2 separate regions of the Arachis hypogaea genome follow, and region 1 is linked to region 2. Evidence: chromatin contacts called from public Hi-C data. All regions are on one chromosome and are shown on one strand. The core of a region is the stretch at or near the end of the contact, and the rest is flanking DNA. Distances in the headings are between cores, read along the strand shown.

What was found. A called contact is a pair of places that touch in the nucleus more often than the background predicts.
Region 1: a Hi-C map of leaf shows a contact between it and region 2, with 2.9 times the contacts expected there. The contact joins the enhancer-like site here to the promoter of LOC112800895 in region 2. A contact is called at or near these places in 2 of 8 Hi-C or Micro-C datasets (both in leaf).

Annotation. Positions count from the first base shown.
Region 1 is chr5:14,044,733-14,048,252 of arahy.Tifrunner.gnm2.J5K5, reverse strand. No RefSeq gene overlaps it. Among protein-coding and RNA genes, the nearest start is that of LOC112800896, 5.8 kb to the left of the region's middle. Within about 2 kb of position 1,897, at least 2 of the 3 cell types and tissues checked have open chromatin away from gene starts, as enhancers often do.
Region 2 is chr5:14,011,891-14,015,152 of arahy.Tifrunner.gnm2.J5K5, reverse strand. It overlaps LOC112800895 (acid beta-fructofuranosidase), which reads left to right and starts at 1,927. Exons shown (of 3, transcript XM_072236740.1): 1 at 1,927-2,566. The coding sequence starts at 2,131.

The sequences.
Region 1 (3,520 bases), core at 648-3,147, 33 kb before region 2:
TTACAAAAAGGTATTTAGCGTATTGTTGTTATTCGTCAATGGCAGAAACTTAAAAGGGTCAATAATCCGTTAAACATTATTCACTCTTTAAATTGATCTTAAAAATTAAATTAGTAATATTAATTTTAAAAAAATAAAACATAAGTTAAATTGATCTTTTCATCAGTTAGATGATGATATATCATATTAAGTGACACATAACATAACAATATGATAAATTAATGTCACATGTCATAAGATTATTAGTTGATATATTAAGCGTATTATCTGACATGTTATAAATTTATTTAAAAAAATTAATCATTAAAAATATACATGTAAGTCATTTTTGTCCCTAAAATTTTAAAAATTAATTAAATTAATCCTTATATAAATCTTTCTTATTTTTTCTTCATAATATTAAATTTTTAGTATTTTCTAACATTACTAATTTTAATATCATATTTTAGACCTTAATAAACAAAATTTTTGTTACATAAAATAATTAAATTATTACAAAGTTATTTTATTATTTTATCATTTGTGTTCTAAAGTTTTATATTTTTAAATTTTAGTTTTTTTATAGTAATTTTTTTATTTAAATGATTTTATTAAACTATTATTAATTATATATTTAAAATTATTTTTTTGAATCTCATTAAATAAATATAATAGTTATTTTAAAATTTTAAATTTTTTAGACTTTTTAAATTTTATAATTTTTGTTATTATTTAACTTATGTGGTAAAGTCCAATAATTAAAAAATTAATTTATGAGATCACTCATTAAATCTTAATATCTTAATATAATTTTTTTAAAAAATATTATTACTACTTAATTATTGTCATTTTTTATGTCTTTTTTACTGTCAGATTTTTTTTCTTTTTTTTAAAGGTAATTGGGTAAAAAAAGTTTGAACTAAAGAAAATATAAAAAGATGAAAATGGGCCACTAGTGATAGGTTGAACTAAATTTTGAGATCTAAAAGATTAAAATTTTTAGTATATAATTAATAATAATTTGATAAAGTTTCACTAAAAATAACTAGAATTTGAAAATATAAAACCTAAAAATACAAATAAAAAAATAATTTTGTGATAATTTGATTATATTTATTATTTTACCTAAAAAAGTTTTGTTTATTAAGATATAAAAAATGAGATTAAAATGAGTAGAATTAATAAATATTATAAATTTAATATTATAAAGATTAAATATGAGAAATTTATATAAGGAATAATTTAATTATTTTTTAAAATTTTAGAAATAAAAATTATTTACATGTGTATTTTTAAAAAATAAATTGACTCTAAATAAATTTATAACATATCAGATAACAAGTTATGATATTAACAAATAATACATCATCATCTAATTAATAAAATGACTAATTTAATTTATATTTTATGTTTAGATACAAGGAAATAAATCTATTATTATTATTATATTATTATTATTATGTGAGATAGATTTAAAAGCATTATATCACAAATTTACATACATTATCTACTCACATGCCCAATATTTTTAAGGGTTCTTATCTACTACTTATTATTGTCAAAGTTTAAATTCAAATACAGCATAATAAGAGGCATACTAATGTGCTCTCACACTAGGTTTCACCTGCAAGTTTAAATGTTATATTACCCTTTCTTTGGATTTAATTTTTTTCAAAATTGATTAGGGATTTGACATAAGTTTGATGTGATAGACATAATGAAAAGAAGCCCAATTGAATTAGCAAATTCTTAGTCCAGTAATAGAAATGTTGGGTTCCTTCTGATAAAAGGGAAAAAGAAAATGAAGTCCCTATTAGTCACTGGGCCTCTTGCGAAACACTGTATTGTAGGAGTTGAAACACCAGATATCTCATGCTCGTGACGGAAAAAAAAGGGAAACACAAGATATCTCATATAAAGTTTTCTTCTACAAAAATATAAGAAAGAAGATATCTGATATTCAAATAAGACATGTAGTGTAGTATAGTATGTGTAAGTGTGTTGTATTGTAAAAGGCCAAAAAAAAAAGACATGTAGTCTGTTAAAAAAAAAAAGTTAAGACATGTGGGAGATCAAAAGGAAATGTATTATGTATTGTAAACCTTATACATCGGAGCATAGTTATCAAAACTGAATCGGTGAACTGATCAAACTACTAGATCATTGGGTTATTAGTTCAAGTGTTCAACCGGAGGTTACTGATTGAACTGATTGACCTAGTCCTATATAAATAAAAAATAAAAAATAATAAAAAATTTAAAATTAAAATTTAAAATACATATTTTTACTAATATTTTAAGAATATCTAATTATTTTAAAACAATATAGAATAGGAACAATAAGTATTTTGTTAATTTTACCTTATCATAAATATTTTTATTTTGTTTTATATTAAAATAACTATTATTTTCAAATTTTAATAATTTATTAATTAGTTTATATCTATTATACTATTATATACTACAAGTATTTATTAAAAAATAATATTAATAGATATTATATAATTATGAAAAGAAAAAATAAGTAAATTTATAATTATTGTTAAATAAAAATATAATTAATTTAAGAATGAGTGAATTTATAACTAAAATTAAAATAAATTAAATAGAAGTAAACTATTTGATAAAAGATATCTATATGTATTATAATTTGCATATATATTAACAAGAAACATGATAGCTCAGTGGCAAGTATAGTTATAAAAACCGAACTGGACCGGTTAGTTCGACTGAAAAACTGGTGAACTGTACCCTAAACTAATTTGATTTGCTACTTTAACCGTTTATGAAAGAGAACCGATATGAACCGGTAAGAACCGAAACAAATGGTCAAAATCGATGAAAACTGGTGCAAATTGGTCTATTTGAATCGGTCTGTTTGAAAAATTTTCAAAATGTCTCCACCAAGTTTTAAACCAAGACCCTTTAAGTTAAGGCAACTCACATTTGCTACTCAGCCATGATGCTTCTTAACATTATATATGACAAATGTTAATTATATAGTATACATTCAATTACATAATTTTATAGATATCTAATTTAACTTAATTTTGTATTCTTTATTTTTCAAGTTAATTATATTTTAATTATATACCATTATTAATATAAATATAAATTTCACTAAAAATTTATTAATCCGCTTGATCTATTTCAATGCTAGTATTGTGATTAAGGTTATGTGTTTTGATGTTAGTGTAAAAATCTACCAATATTATAGTTAGATGATAGACTTTGTGAATTAATTGTTATTTTATTGTATCAAATTAAGATACTATTGTATTATTACTGATAAATTTTATTTTTTGTTATATTAGTTATTTTTATAATTTGAGACTTGATTCTTCATAAATATTAGTGAAGATATGTATTTCAAATTTTAATTTTAAGCTTTTAACTATTTTATATTTTTTATTTATGTGACACCGATTTTACCAGTTTAACCAGTGATTTATCGGTTGAACCAATAAACAAATGAACCAGTAGCTTGACCGATTCGATCACCGGTTCGATTCTGACAATTATGGTGGCAAGAAAGGACATTT
Region 2 (3,262 bases), core at 678-3,177:
GAAAAAGAAATGCTTAACAAAAATAAACAAAATAAATTAACTCTTAATACTCATATGCAAGTATTCTTAATACTCAGATGCACTTATATTTTATGATATTTTGGTACATTAGTGTGATTAAAAATTTGTAGAATTTTTAGTGTGATTTTATGTTATTGAATAGAAATTTCTTTTTAATTTGTTATTTTTCTATTTATAGAGTAGAAATCTTTTTTTATTGAATTTTTTTCTATTTCACCATTACAGTTTTTATTCTCTTCATTTTGACTTTTCTAGACTTCTAATTAATATTTGAATCAGTAAATCTCAGGTGGACACACGTGCCTTGTTGTCCAATTTTACTATTTTGATGTCAAAATTACTCATTATGGTCCAATTTTTACATGATTAGATTGATGTGCTTCATAATAATACCAATAAAGCAAGCAGATAATTATAGTTCGATTGGAGCTTAAATAACTTCGGATAAAATGATAACAATAATAATGTTATAATCTTATACAAAACAAGGTTATAACTTATAACTCAATAATGAATAAATAGTTTAGTCTTCATCCAAAGATGAAAATAAGGTATGTTCTAAACTCCTTTCATTTTAAGAAATCACTCAAATAAAAACGCTTAAAACGTTTTTTTAGATATATTTTAAAAATTAAAATTTAATACATACAATGATTAAATTATGTTATTTTTGTTAAAATTAAATTAGACAAATTAATTTAGCTAAAAAATCGATAAATTACAGCTTGAACCGGTCTAAATTAATAATTTTTATAAAAAATAACTATAATATCCCAATTACAAAAAATGACTAAAATACTACTATTATTATTATTATTATTATTATTATTATTATTATTATTATTATTATTAATTTGAGAATCCTAAATTGCAACCATTATCTTCTTTCTGTACTGTCATAGGATTAGGATTTAAGATTCTCAAAATTAAAAAATATATATATAATATGAGTATTTTAGTCATTTTCTATAATCAAATTATTGTAATAATTTTTTACTAGAAAAAGAATATTAATTTAGACCAGTTCAATGATTGGTTTACCGATTTTTCGATCAAATTAATTTATTTGATCTAATTTGACAAAAAAAAACGATTTAATTGATTTGTGTATTAAATTTTAATTACTAAAAAATATTTAAAAAAATATTTTAAACATCTTTATTTGAGTGACTCCCTTAATTTGATCAACAACAAAATTATAAGCTCATCATTTGCAAAATGGAAATATACTTTAACAGATCATCTTACAAAAATAAAATTTATATGATTAATTAATAAACATACACTTAATTTATTTAAATAGGTTGTGCTTATATTAATAAAACTCTATAATGATCAGCTCAATTTTTTTTTTTAATTTTACTTCTTCTTTTGATCTAAATATCTTCATCTAACAACTATATATATTTGTGTATATATGTAATATGCTATAATTAGGTGTTAAAAATACCGTCGGATAGTCTTTACCTATAATTGAGCTAGATTTTAATATATCTAAATAATTATATATATTATTTTGCAGTCCAAACTAAAATGAACCTATTAGAATAAAAAAAGTATTTCAAATATCAAGTTGCAATAATGTCATAACTCTTCTATATATTATATACATTGTAACGCTATTATTACTACTATTATATTACATAGACAGTCAATTGTTACAAGCTTCTTCTGTACCATAATATTAAATATTACATTATTTGAAAGGAACAGTAGAGAATTAGACTTGAAATTATTTTAAAAATTATTGAAGCAATTTTAGGAAATTAATCAAACAAAAGTTACAAAATTATCAATAATAAGAGACAGAAATGATTGGCATTGGAAAATTGTAGGGCCATCAAGCTCAATTATTATGTATTATTAACCAAAAAAGCGGTTCGATTTTCCCTCTCAGTTCCAAGTGGTTTGGAAATAATTACATCGAATGGCACATGTGAGGTCTATCCTGACAGACAGACTCTATAAATATTCGCATGTGGCAAATACGCTCTCATACTTGTCCAGTTCTGTTTTCATTGCCCAATTCATTATCATCATTTTTCTTTCCTTAGTTACCACCACACAATTCATATTGACTCATTAGCTTCGTTTATTTGATTATATCCAATGGGAACTTCTACTAATAATAACGACTCTTCTAATGATATTCCATGTTCTTACATTCCCGTGCCGGATAGCCTTGATGCGGCTGGGGCTATGGCAGAGCCGCGGAGACAGGTGAAGGGGTTGCTTGTGATCCTTTGTGGGCTTTTAGTACTTTTTTTATTGGTGGCCTTCAATGGGTCTTATAGGGGATCCAATAATGCGCATGAACAAGCGTCATTGGCAGTAGCATTAACCAGCATTGTTGACGAAAAATCTACATCATCAGAAACAGTGCCTTCTTCTTCAACATGGTCTCGCGGTGTGTCTGCTGGTGTGTCGGAGAAGTCCAACTGGCTTTTCAGCAGCAACAATGGTGAAATGTATCCATGGAACAATAGCATGTTGTCGTGGCAGAGAACAGCTTTTCATTTTCAGCCTGAGAAGAATTGGATGAACGGTATCTTCTTTTACTTTGACCGACTCATTCTTTTAAAAAACAATAAACAAAAAAATGAATCAGAAGGTTGTAAAAAGTCGTTATCATATAAAGTACAAAGCGGTTAACGTGGAAGTATATATAATTATATATATTATATATAAACAAAATTTACATAACTAATAGTTTTATAATCAATTTATAACTAATATAAGAAAACAAAATAACTAAATAAATAAATTAGATAAACTTTTTCTTATTACTGTAAAAGAAGAAGATTATTAATTATGGGAGCTACTCAAATGAAGATGCAAAAAACATCTTTTTATGAAGATGCTTTGTATAAAAGTGTGATTTATTGATTTGGCCACACTTCAAATAAAAACAACACTTTTATAACATATCAAAATCTAACCCTACACTCCATCATCTAAGGGTCAAAAAGAAAAATCATCACATGAAGACAATTATAATATCTTCATGGGAGTACCCACCATTAATTATATGTTAGTAGAGTACATGAGTACATATTTGTTAGTAAAGAAAGTGATTGAAGAAGTATTGACAGTTTGTAATAACTCGGAATAAAGATTAATTCCTAACAAAGAGCCTAGCTCAACTTCTTTATTTTTTAGACCTTCACTCCTTATTTCTTCTTCATCCCTTTTTCAATTTCTTCATATTGGTTTTTCAATGGCAAACAACACATTTCACAAT